2 separate regions of the Mus musculus genome follow, and region 2 is linked to region 1. A link is a contact called in public HiChIP or PLAC-seq data. All regions are on one chromosome and are shown on one strand. The core of a region is the stretch at or near the end of the contact, and the rest is flanking DNA. Distances in the headings are between cores, read along the strand shown. Region 1 overlaps Gm26008 (a long non-coding RNA gene). Region 2 holds the start of Slc37a3 (solute carrier family 37 (glycerol-3-phosphate transporter), member 3).

What was found. HiChIP or PLAC-seq counts read pairs in DNA pulled down with a chosen protein or histone mark.
Region 2: an HNF4G HiChIP or PLAC-seq map of pancreatic cancer cells shows a contact between it and region 1. The contact joins the promoter of Slc37a3 here to the enhancer-like site in region 1. A contact is called at or near these places in 2 of 39 promoter capture datasets (embryonic stem cells and stem cell-derived epiblast-like cells), 1 of 15 datasets of contacts at CTCF or cohesin (the NIH/3T3 cell line), 1 of 484 Hi-C or Micro-C datasets (uterus), 3 of 115 datasets of contacts at active chromatin or transcription factors (embryonic stem cells and pancreatic cancer cells) and 3 of 9 other capture datasets (adipose tissue, liver and pancreatic islet).

What each region holds. Positions count from the first base shown.
Region 1 is chr6:39,280,979-39,287,183 of GRCm38.p6, reverse strand. All of the region lies in intron 2 of Gm26008 (a long non-coding RNA gene), which reads left to right. Among named protein-coding and RNA genes, the nearest start is that of Gm26008, 15 kb to the left of the region's middle. Within about 2 kb of position 2,518, at least 35 of the 459 cell types and tissues checked have an H3K27ac peak or open chromatin away from gene starts, as enhancers often do. A contact at or near this core is called in pancreatic cancer cells, where this site is marked.
Region 2 is chr6:39,374,741-39,380,945 of GRCm38.p6, reverse strand. Slc37a3 (solute carrier family 37 (glycerol-3-phosphate transporter), member 3) reads left to right here and starts at 3,239. Exons shown (of 15, transcript NM_028123.3): 1 at 3,239-3,327. It also overlaps a transcript of Rab19 not described here.

The sequences.
Region 1 (6,205 bases), core at 1,269-3,768:
GCTGGGAATCCTGAACTCAGGTCCTCTGTAAGAGAAACACAGCATTTAAATTACTGAGCCATCTCTGCAGCCTCAGGCTTTCCCTTTTTACCTTCTGGGATCTGTTTCCAAATACAGCCACGTTAGGGATTAGGGGTCAGGGAGAGGCACTATTCCTTCTGTGCTGTGTGGTCAGGGTATAATCATGAGTTAACCATGCAGAAGTGAAATGAGCTTGTCACCACCGGTTTTGCAGGGCAACCTGGAAGTGTCATTATTCACCTCTCATTTCATGGCCGGTGCCCCTATTGATTTCCTGAGCAGGTCAGGCTGGGCCAGGTGTTTGGTTTGAACTTGATCTGACAGCTCTTTGTAACCCGCAGCCCAGGCCTCTGAAAACACAGGGGAGGCTAGTAGCAGGTGGCTGCACCCCTCTGCCCCACCTCCACCAAATGTCACCACGGAAAGAGAGGAGGGTGAGAATGCAGAGATGACAGAGTAGAAAGTGGGACTGCAAGTGGCTTGGTCATCTCTCCAGCCTTAACTGTCCCAGAGGACCGTATTCATTCTTGTGTCCCTACCCTCAGGAGCAGGGCAGGGAACAGTTGGGAGCGGGAGGAGAGAGGGTTAAAAGCCTGTCCTGGGCCTCTGGTGTGATGAAACAGGAGCGGGGAGTCTGCCAAGAACAGGTCAGGCTCAAAACAGGAAAAGCCTCGTATAGTGATAAATGGACTCTTCTCTGTCAATTTTACATGGATCTCTGTGCTGGAACTGATCTCATTTTGATTCTTCTCCCCCCCCCCCCCCCCGGCGCCCCGTTCCCCCCCCCCCCCAATCTTGTAGAAGAGGAAATGCACAAAGGGCCCTGCAGGGTTGCCAGAGCCTAATCTCTTCCAGGTGCCCAGATGCTAAGGTAAAGGGGAAGCAGAGTTGCTGGCAGCCACCGGAAGAGGGCCCTGGAAGGGGCAGGAGTCATGTGGAGCCTGAACGCCAGCCTGAGGCCCTTTGGGGCTCCAAAATCTGTGTGCTGTGAGTCAGGGACTGCCAACTCACCTTGGAGCCCTGCCTCAGCCCCACTCTGGGACCTGAGCACAGAAACCTGCTTTCCTGTAAAAGGTGTTAACAGGACTCCTAGAATGGCTCACTGTCCCTCTAAATGCATTGTATGGTTCTGTTGTTACCTCCATCCCCCTTGCCCTTCCTTGTTTTGTTTGTTTATGTTGTTGCTTGGTTTGGTTTTTGCTTGTTTTAGTTCCTTTCGCTTGTTGAGACAGAGTCTTATGTAGCCTAGGCTGGCTTTGAATTTACTTAAACTTTTAATCCTCCTGCCTCCAACTCCTGAGTGCCAGGTTTACAGGCATGTACTACTACTACTGGTTTTATGCTGTGCTAAGAATAGAACCCAGGGTCTCATGCTAAGCAAGCACTCTGCCAACCAAGCTGCATCCCTAGCTTTCCTCCTCCTCCTCTTCTCCTTCATCATCATCATCATCATCACTGAGACAGAGTCTCACGTATCCCCAGCTGGCCTTGACCTCACTATGTAGCCAAGGCTGGCCTTAAGCACCTGCTCCTCCTACCTCCATCTGTCAAGCACTGGGATTACAGGCCTGTGTTACCATGTCTCCTCCACTCATTCTGTTTTGTTTGTTCTGGTTTTTGAGACAAGGTCTCACTCTGTAGTCTAAGTTAGTCTTGAACTAGAAACAACCCTGCCTTTGCCTCTCAAGTGCTGGGATGATAGGGATGCACCCCTGTACCTGGCTTTCTTATGTTATTTTGAGACAGAGTCTTGCTTTGTAGCCTAAAATGGCTTGTAACTTACTGTGTGTAAGACATTGGCCTTAAAGTTACAGCAATCCTCCTGCTTCTGCCTCTAGAGTGCCAAGTCTGTCCTACTTGATGTGTGACTTGTTGACCTTCCTTGGCTTCTAGAAGCCCTTACCTCTCCTGCCAGCTAGGTTGGAATCTGAGGCGACCCCTGGAGCATTCGGTTTCATTTGCTTTCCCTTAAACTGTCTAATAAACCTTGCTCACAAAGTCCCTGCTCCACTCTTGAGAAGGCTAGGCCAATTCCATGATAGCCTTCAACTTGGCAGTTAAGGAGACTAGGCCTAAATCTCTGTTTCCAAGAACTGGGCAAGTCCGGGCAAGTCCAGGCCTCAGAAGCTGCCCAGCCACCTGGCCTGAGGCAAGGACAATGGGTCAGCAGCAGTTTCCAGACTTCCTCAGCAAGTTTCCAGCTCCCACACCCCAGAAATGAACTGTCTGTAGTGGACCCAACAGATTAACATAGAGGTCACCTACCCCAGAATTTCTTCTTAATGTGCTTTAAATCAGGCCAGCAAACTCACTTGGGTGTCTCTCTGTCTTGGTAGTGGGGGAAACTCCAGCATCCTGGACTTCTGTAGAATAAAACACAGTTTGCATTTACATACTGTTTGAGTCTGGGTGTTATTCTTTGGCGAATCATGGGCGCTTACTCTCTCCCAGGTGTTCCAGAGAAGGACAGAGGTATCCCCCTAGAGGACTAGCTCTAGAATTTCACAGGGTCTCACCCTCTGCTAGTCTCGCTCCTACAGGAGCTCTGCATTCGGCACTTCCTCCCACAGATCCTGCTACCACTGAGATCTCCCAACCTTGACTGCCCCTTGGTGTGTCTTTCATGGTTCTGTTCTTCTCTTTCAGTGACACAGTCATAGATACCAAAAATGCTCTCTAGTAGTCTACTTTCTTAGCTCCAGGACCCCAGGCCTGATCCCTCTCTACTGATGGAACAGTAGAAGATTTTTGTAGGACACAGAAAGTCTTCTGAGGATGAAGGCTTTGGCTTCATGTTGTATTTATATGTTGCAGATGGCAAGCTTGTCATGTGCTGTTGTCTTATGGGGAGGGTGAGCTTTCAGAAGTTTAAATTACTGGGAGGGAAACCAATGAAAGGAATGACTCAGGCAAGCATTGTTAATGAGTACCAACACGGCCGGCCGGGGGAAGGACCTGAAAGGAAGGACGTTTTCATGGTGCCAAAATTCCATCCAAGTTGAATTTTGGAAATTTCCCTCAGTGGAAAATTCCACTTGGGGGGAAAAGTAACTTTATAAAGTAAATATTTGTGATCAGGTGACCAGTTTACCATCATTTGTAAAGACATTGTTATCTCCCTGATGTCACCGGATGTGAAACATTCTTGCCTCAAGCAGTTAATCTTAATCTTAGCACCTTAATTTCTTAACCAAGACCAGAGTGTGAAGTGAGCCCCGTGGTTTCTGTATTGTTTGGGCTCTGCAGAAAAGAGAACCAATGATGTGTATGTCTACAGAGAAGGAGGTTGACGCTCTAGAACTGGCTCACGCTGCTGTAGAGGTTAAGGAGTTCCAAGTCCTGCCCTCAACTTGCTAAGGAGTTGAGGCCAGCCTTGGTCTCCTGATCCTCTCGATTCTGCCTTCCCAGTGCTGGGATTACAAGCATGTAACACCACACCTGGCTGCAACAGTTTCATGTATTTGAATATTTTTATATCAACACCTGTCTAAAGTACAGATGGAGTCAGAGGATCATGGGCACTCTAAGTGAGTCTGTAAGTGGGTATAGACCCTGGGGGAGAGCAATGTCAGGTCTGGGAAAACACATCATTTTTCATTATCATCATCATCAACAACAACAACAAGAGGCTCAGAGGGTGCACAAGTTGGTCTGGAATTCAGTGTAGACCAGGCTGTCCTTGAGTTCACCGAGATCAACGTGCCTTTACCTCCCAAGTGCTGGGATCAAAGGTATGCACCACCATGCCTGGCTTATTTTCATTATTTTTAATTGTGTGTTTGTGTGTGTTTGCACTTGTGAGTGCACACACCTTGAGAGTTGGACCCCCTTGGAGCAGGAGTTACAGATGTGACAGTTGTAAGCCACCTGATGTGGGTTCTGGGGACCAAACTCAGGTCCTCCAGAAGAGCAAAGGTGCTCCTATCACTGCACCCTCTCTCCAGCCCACACCACTTAGAACATGTGTTCCATGTTTAGAATGCATACCCAAGGATGTGCCCTTCTTCTTTTTTTTTTTTTTAAATTATTTATTTATTTATTTTATGTATATGAGTATACTGTAGCTGTGCAGATGTTTGTGAGCCACCATGTGGTTGCTGGGATTTGAACTCAGGACCTTCGAAAGAACAGTCAGTGCTCTTACCCTCTGAGTCATCTCTCCAGCCCAAATGTGCCCTTCTTGAACTATAAACCTAAGCTGAGCATGTTCAATAATGAAGATCATGCATCTCTTAAATCGAGCATCTTCAGGGATGTGCCTGCCTTCAGAGTGGTCAAGGTAATAATAAACCTGTCTGTCTCCACTCTTCTCCTGGCCATCCCTGTGTTGGTTTAGAGTTCACCAAGAATTGAATCCACTATGTTCAGTTACACACACTGACGAGAAGACACCAGAAGATGGGCACCTTCAAAGGCAACACGAGGCTTCAGAAGAAGCTAGTCTGTTGACGCATGATCTTAGATTTCCACACTTCAGCACTGTGAGAAGATGTGTTTCCAGTATGTTACCCACACATGATACATGTCTTCTCACATACAAGTAAAAGACTCACTCACCAGTGTCTACACCGAGTTAAAATAAGGCTCGGCTCTCTCACGGGAGTGAGAGTCTAGATGAGGCAAAGTTCAAATTCTCCTGTGCTTTCCTGTGGTGAGGATAAAACCAGCTGTAAGCTGGAGGCCATCATCCACCTTACAGCGAGCAGGAAGTGGGGGATAGAATGTGACCAGGAGCCACTGGGCTGCAAGCGTCTCAGAACTCTGAAACCTTGGAATAGAATTAGATTTTTCATAATAGCTTCTCCTGTGCATTAATAGTTATACCTTATCGCTAAATGACAAAGCAGAGCGGTAATCTTATTGGCAGCTGTGTAGCCTATGAGATTCAGATACATTCATTCTGAGTGAGTCAAGCACGACCTTATTTCAGCCACACGATGAACACTGTGAGGCGGGAAGGATATAAACTGCTGAAATATGCTGGCTTTGGCGTGAGTGAACACCACCAACTCTCACTCCTTCATTTAGGAGATACTTCATGGGATAGTTTATACAGCTTCGCCGGCTTGTATCTCCCTCATCTGAGGTGAGGGCAGAGTACCACTTATCTTGCAGAGTTGCTAGAAGATTCCAGACAGAAAGTGCTGAGGTGATGCTGGATTTTATGGGTGCTTTTGGGAGGGCGGGGGACACTGAAGGTCAGGAAATGTAACAGGAGGGGAGTACAGATAAACACCAGAGAGAGAGAGTCCCCATTCTAGAACGTGGGATACTAGTTTAAAACATAAGGAAACGGAATTTTTTAAGATGTAAAAACTATAAGCCATACGAACCTTGATATGGTTGGCTGTGTGAAAAATGCAAATTCTGCAGGGTAAAGGTCTCTACGAACAATGTTAAAGGTTAATCTGGGACGAGCGCTCTTGGTTTCCATCAAATGGAAGCCCTGTGCCTACTGAAGGAAGGCCTAGTGTCGGACTAGTTGAACCAGTCTACATGTTCTCCTCCCGGTTACCTTTCTCAAGCTCATAAAAAGTAATCTGCCGGGCTGGTGAGATGGCTCAGTGGGTAAGAGCACCCGAGACTGCTCTTCTAAAGGTCCGGAGTTCAAATCCCAGCAACCACATGGTGGCTCACAACCATCCATAAGGAGATCTGACTCCACCTTCTGGATGGTCTGAAGACAGCTACAGTGTACTTACATATAATAAGTAAATAAATCTTTAAAAAAAAAAAGTCATCTGTCTGTCTGTTTATTGAGACAGGGTCTTGCTGTGTAGCTCTGCCTGACCCAGAATTTGCTATGTAACTTCACATCACTACAGACCTTGTGCCTTACCCTTCTGAGTACTGACATTACCCTTCTGAGTACTGACATTACAGGCGTGTGCTGCCATGCTCAGACCAACTTCTTCAGACACATACAGGCACCAAAATGGCATTCATTGCTTTGCTCTACTGGGATCTATTCACTTCCTTATACTGCCATGACATTCCATGAATTGGGGGCTTTATTTAAAAAAAAAAAAGATTTATTTATTTTATTATATATAAGTACACTGTAGCTGTCTTACAAATGGTTGTAAGCCACCATGTGGTCACTGGGATTTGAACTCAGAGCCTCTGGAAGAGCAGTCAGTGCTCTTAACTGCTGAGCCATTTCTCCAGCCCTGGGGCTTAAACT
Region 2 (6,205 bases), core at 1,990-4,489, 93 kb before region 1:
TCTAGCTCCAGGACCCAGCTAGTGGCAAGTTGTTCTCTGACCACACATACATGCATGAAGACAGGTACACATGCCAAATAGATACAAGCAAAAGAAAAAAAAAATCCCAAACCAACCAAACAAAAAGGCCCCAAATTAAAAGAACGTAGTGCAGTTGGGGATTTAGATTAATGGTAGAATATTTGCCTAGGAAGTGCAAGGTCCTGGGTTCTGTTTCTAGCCCTAAAATAAAATAATGAATAAAATAAAGGTGCTTTACTGCATGTGGGGGGTGTAGGGAGAGAGTGTTATGTAGAACTTTTACCACACAGCAGAGGCTAATTTTTAAGTGTGAGAAAACTTAGAGCCAATTAGTCCTTGATGCTGGCAGTAAGAGCAAAGATCTGAGGTAAATTTCCTATTTCTACCCAAAGACTCTATCAATTCTAGACTTTGATAATTAACTACCTTCAGAGCCTATCATAAGAACTAGATTGTCAAGCTGGAAAGATGGCTCCATGGATAAGAATGCTTACTGTTCTTCTTGAGTTCAGTTCCCAGCGTTCTTGTCATGCAGGCCTGAAATGGGAGATGATTGTTCCTCATTCAAGAACATCATGTCAAGCCGGGTGTGGTGGCACACGCCTTTAATCCCAGCATTTGGGAGGCAGAGGCAGGCTGATTTCTGAGTTTGAGGCCAGCTTGGTCTACAGAGTGAGTTCCAGGACAGCCAGGGCTACACAGAGAAACCCTGTTTCGAAAAACAAAACAAACAAACAAACAAACAAAAAAGAACATCTTGTCTGTGATGCCTTCAAATAACCTTTAAGTTGTGACTCATCTTAACCCATCCACACGATTTTTTCAAGAATCTCTCTTTTAAGCAAGGTAACCCAACATTATGTTAGTTTCTCACTCTGTCCAGAGAAAAAGACACTGTCACATGCTGCTGCTGGCTGTGGCTTTCAGAGCCACTGTCACATGTATAACTTGGAAACTGGTTGTAGGTCAAGATACACCGCAAATGTGTGGGCTGGGGCAGGAAACGAAGACTTGCAACGTCAGTGTCAGAGAGGGGAGCTGCAAACGGTTTCTTGTTTTGTTTTTGATCGCTGTTTAAGGCAACTGTCTCAGACCCAGCCCGCATCACACACTGGGAGAGCACCTAGAGGTGGAAATCAAAGACCCATCCGAGGCCTTTCTACTTCATTTTTATTTTTTTTCAATCAATTAATTAATCCTTACTTATGTGAATGAGTGTGTTAATCTATGTGTGCCTGCCATACGTTCGGGTGCCCAAGGAGACCAGGAAAAGGCATAGGATTGCTTGGAACTAGAGTTATGGCAGGTTGTGAGCTGCCTGGTCTGGGTGCTGGGGACTGAGCTCAGGTTTTTAGAACAGCAGCTGCTCTTAATCTCTGAAACACCCCCAGCACCGTCATCTCCTCTTCAACTTCCCTTTAAATCCACAAGAGGAAGGCTGAACCGCATACAATCTGGAAATCTACTTACTAGGTTTTGCTTTTTGCCCACATCCTCTTCTACCCCAGGCGCTTCCTTGGCAACCTAGGTGGGTGTGTCCCTCCCTTACCTGACTCTCCCTACTTGTTTCTTCTTTTATTTTGCAGTGTAAGGTATTTGGCTTGCACATATGTCTGTGCACCACGTGCATGCCCTGTGCTGGAGGAGGTCAGATCCCCTGGAGTTATAGACAGATGTGAGGTACCATGTAGGTGCTGGGGATTTAACTCAGGTTCTCTGGAAGAGCAACCAGCTCTCCAGCCCCCGCCCCCTTACGGTGTGCACCTAAGCTGTAAAACAAACAAATAATAAACTGTGTTTGGGGCTGCTGAGTTACTTTTAGGTGACCCTAAGACTTTCTGCATTAGCTCATTACTCCAGCGTCTCCTCTGCTGGGGGATCTTGGGTCTATTGCTGTGGCTTCAGTTTTCCTAACCAAAACCCTTCAGGGTTTTAGTAAAGTTTAGCTAAAAGCTGGTCTGTAAGTCAAGAAGAGTTTGGTGGATGTCACCGAAGACATAAGATTAACTGTGAAATGAACCCAGGTCCAGGAGTGCCTTTTGTAGACCAGGCTGGCCTCGAACTCAGAAATCCGACTGCCTCTGCCTCCCGAGTGCTGGGACTAAAGGCGTGCGCCGGGTGGAAGCGTTCTTACTACCTGGCCTTGGATGCCCTGAAAGAGGAAACTGGGTGGTAGCACGGGAATCTTCCTTCTCTCCTCTTTCTCCTCCTCCACGTCTTCCTCTCCCCCTTTCTATTTTTATTTATGTGTTTTTGTATGTCTCTGTGTGTGTCATGTTCACGGAGGCCAGATGAGGGTGTCAGGTCCTCTGGAACTAGAGTGTGAGTCACCATGGAACCAAATCTAAGTCTCCTAGATGGGCAGTCACTGCTCTTAACTGCTGAGCCGTCTCTCCAGTTCCATTTTTTAAAAAATGATTTATTTATTTTTATTATATGTAATTACACTGTAGCTGTCTTCAGACACTCCAGAAGAGGGAGTCAGATCTCATTACTGATGGTGTGAGCCACCATGTGGTTGCTGGGATTTGAACTTCGGACCTTCAGAAGAGCAGTTCTTACCCACTGAGCCATCTCACCAGCCCTCTACAGTTCCATTTTTAAAAATGCACAGATGTGGGCTGGTGAGATGGCTCAGTGGTAAGAGCACCCGACTGCTCTTCCGAAGTCCAGAGTTCAAATCCCAGCAACCACATGGTGGCTCACAACCATCTGTAACAAGATCTGACGCCCTCTTCTGGAGTGTCTGAAGACAGCTACAGTGTACTTACATATAATAAATAAATAAATCTTTTTTAAAAAAAAAAATGCACAGATGTATGTATGTACGTACATATGTATGTATTTAATCATCTTTCCAGCTACGCTGCTGGGGATCTTAATACGAACTATTTATTTTGGTGCAATGGCAATGGGGTGCAGAGCTGTGAATACAAACAGGTGAATGACTATTCCTACCTATATGGACAACTGCATTTAATTAAACAAGAGTCTAAAACAGAATAACGCCTCCTCTTGAAAAAATGGTCAGCCTATCGGTTCTTCTCAAATGATATCTCTCACTCGTTGCTTTTCTCCGCTAACATTTCTGGACCTAGTCCCTTCCTGCAGGAGCTCAGTTAAACCCAACCAGTGGACTTTACAGCTCGCAGGTAAAGCGGCACTGGCGGACTACAGCTCCCGGCATGCACCTGTCCCCGAGGTCACGTGAGCGTCCGGAAGCTCTGGCCACATCCCGCTGGGTGAGGTGGCGGCGGGGGCGGCGGGAGCGGAGTCTAGCGGAGCGGGTTCTTCGGCGGGTCTCAGGTGCGAGCCTGCGTGCGCTCGGGTGCTTGGGGTCCTGGCCGGGTTGGGCGCGCGGTGGGCTTCGGGCGTGGGAAGCGCGGACAGCTGGTGGGTGTGGCGGCTCGGGCGCCGCTGGCAGCTGGCCCCCACCAGACCCCCACCGGGACCCCACCGGAGCTCCTGGTGCTGCCGCTGTGCAGTCCCGAGGCTGTGTGCACCGCAGAGGGAGGAGGACACCAGACACCAGAGAGGGAAGGTGGCCCAGCCCAGCCCACGCAGACCTCCCGGGTAGGGGGTACTTGTTCCCCTCGGCCCACCGATCTTGGCTCATGGGACGTTTGAACGGAAGAAAATGAAACCCAAGGAAAGGGTTCATGGTTTAGCAAGAGGAGGGCCACGTTTCAGGTAGGGTGGGAGGCGTTTGGATAGGATGCACGGAGGTCAGAGGGAGAATTGACTTCGTGGAAAAACTAGGGGTTTGTTTTCGAGTAACTGCCACGACCTCAGGGAATTCGGCTCTGCTTCTTATTCGAATGTCAGACTTTGGTTGTTCTTATTTGTAGAGTGTGGCCTGTTCTTAATTTTGATAAGACAATGGGGATGTGTCCACTTTTAACATTTTCTGCAATATGTTAAGCGATGCCGTGATATTTTACTGAAATGTTTAGAGGATACCTAGTTGCCAGGGCGAGCCTCTTTAGCCATTGCTTGATGTCTTCACTCACATTTCTGTTTACGAAACAATCACTGATGAAGAGAACACCTCGACTACTGTGGTAGTTGAATTATTCTTTTGCCACTTGCCAGATGTTCCTTGTAAGTAAAACAGAGTCTGCCCTAAACACACAGTAAATCCTTTCATTTAATCCTTAAGTGAGGAAAGAAGTGAAGTAAATGGACTTGACCTTTAGTGTCAGAGTTCTCTGTTTTTCAGGAGCAGTTCAGTGCTCATTGTTTAAGGTTTTGGATGAGTGCCTGGTCCTCAAGTGAGGATGACATGCTGTTGTTGCAGTGATAACTGGCACGATTAGGGCTTTGTCTGAAGGGCAGAGGAGAAAGTAGTTGTCTTTGAAAGAAAATAGGGAGAAGTTGGCCTTAGGAACCCTGGTATAAATGGATGTGGTTTTAGGAACCCTGAAACAGCTAGCTAAGTCCTTAACATCTGTGGTAATGCGGCAGTTTTAAGAAAAAGTGTGTGTGTGTGTGTGTGTGTGTGTGTGTGAGAGAGAGAGAGAGAGAGAGAGAGAGAGAGAGCGAGCAAGTGCACGGACAAGTGTCGAATAGTCCAGGTAATCACCATCTCCCTGTGTAACTGAAGATGTCCTTGACCTTCTAATCTTCCTGTCTCTGGAGTGCTAGGGTTGGTAGTCAGGTGCCATGGGTGCTGGTCAAGCACTCTACCACTGAACTAGACCATGCGTTTTTTGTTGTTTTGTTTTGTTTTTGAGACAGGGTTTCTCTATATAGCTCTGGCTGTCCTGAAACTCTGTAGACCAGGCTGGTCTCGAATTCAGAAATCCACCTGCCTCTGCTTCCCAAGTGCTGGGCTTAAAGGCATGCACTACCACTGCCCGGCTAGACCATGCTTTTAAAGCAGGCTCTCAAATGAATGTGTGCTTTGCAGCTCTGTAATCTAGGCTGGCCTCATATTCTCTCACATTTGGAATCTCCCTGCTGGGATTATAGGAGTATACACCTGGGAAGACTCGAGTCTTGGAAAGAGAAAAGATGTATCTGGTATCAGTGAATAGCTTCTAGTTAGATGATGAGAGATCAGAAAGATACTGTGTATGTGTGAGCGTTGGTTGGCACACAAGTGATAGCCAGCGTATGCAGAACTGTGAAAGGGCCAGACTCACCCAGCGGTCAAGTGCTTGCCTACAGACCAGCACTCTGAGTACAGGTTATCCTTTTACTTCGTACATGTAAAAATCAGACCCTTGGGAGCCAGATGATTGCCAGCTCTGTACATTTGAGGATGTTAGGGAGCCACATTTGTTTATAAGTTGGACTTTTCCCATCCCAAACTACATACCAGAGAGATTAAGCTGTAATTCAAGAGGTAATTCTAATTATCAGGTTTTACAAAGCCTGAGGTGTTTTCTCTTTTCCATTTACACATCTGAAAAATATGCAGAGAGCTGACTATGACTATATTTGCAAAGTACCTATCAGTTTCCTGGTGCCTTATAGGCATTCAACTAAATAAATCATTGACAAAGGTTTTTTTTTCCCTCTGTCCAAGAGCTCTGGGGACACTGTGGACTTAGAACAGAGAAAGCCACTGGTTTTTAAAATGGGGTTTATAGATGAACAATAAACATGCAAATCGTTAAAGAAACAGAAATGGGGAATAGAATTTATTTATTTGTACTGGGACTTGAACCCAGGGCTTTTACATTTGTATGCAGGCAAGTGCTCTCTCTATTTGGGTGCTCAAACAGTCGTCGTCATCTTCTTCTTCTTATGTAAGTACACTGTAGTTGTCTTCAGACACACCAGAAGAGGGCATCAGATCTCATTTCGAGTGGTTGTGAGCCACCATGTGGTTGCTGGGATTTGAACTCAGGACCTTCTGAAGAGCAGTCGGTGCTCTTACCCGCTGAGCCATCTCGCCAGCCCTCAAACAGTCTTCTTACTTCCAGGTGGGTCAGTGTGACACAGTATCCTGTTAATGGAACATTCTGTCTGTCTGTCTATCTAAGAAAGGGTCTCACTGTGAAGCCTTGACAGGCCTATAACTTGCTTTGTAGAGCAGGCTGACCTTGTCAAATACACTCAGTTCTGCTCACTCTTGTGGGATTAAAATGTTCATCACCACATACCTGGCCCCAAGGGGAACTATATTTGATGAGTTGTCTGGGCAGCTACTTAGGGAGGTGACATCTGAGAAATGAGC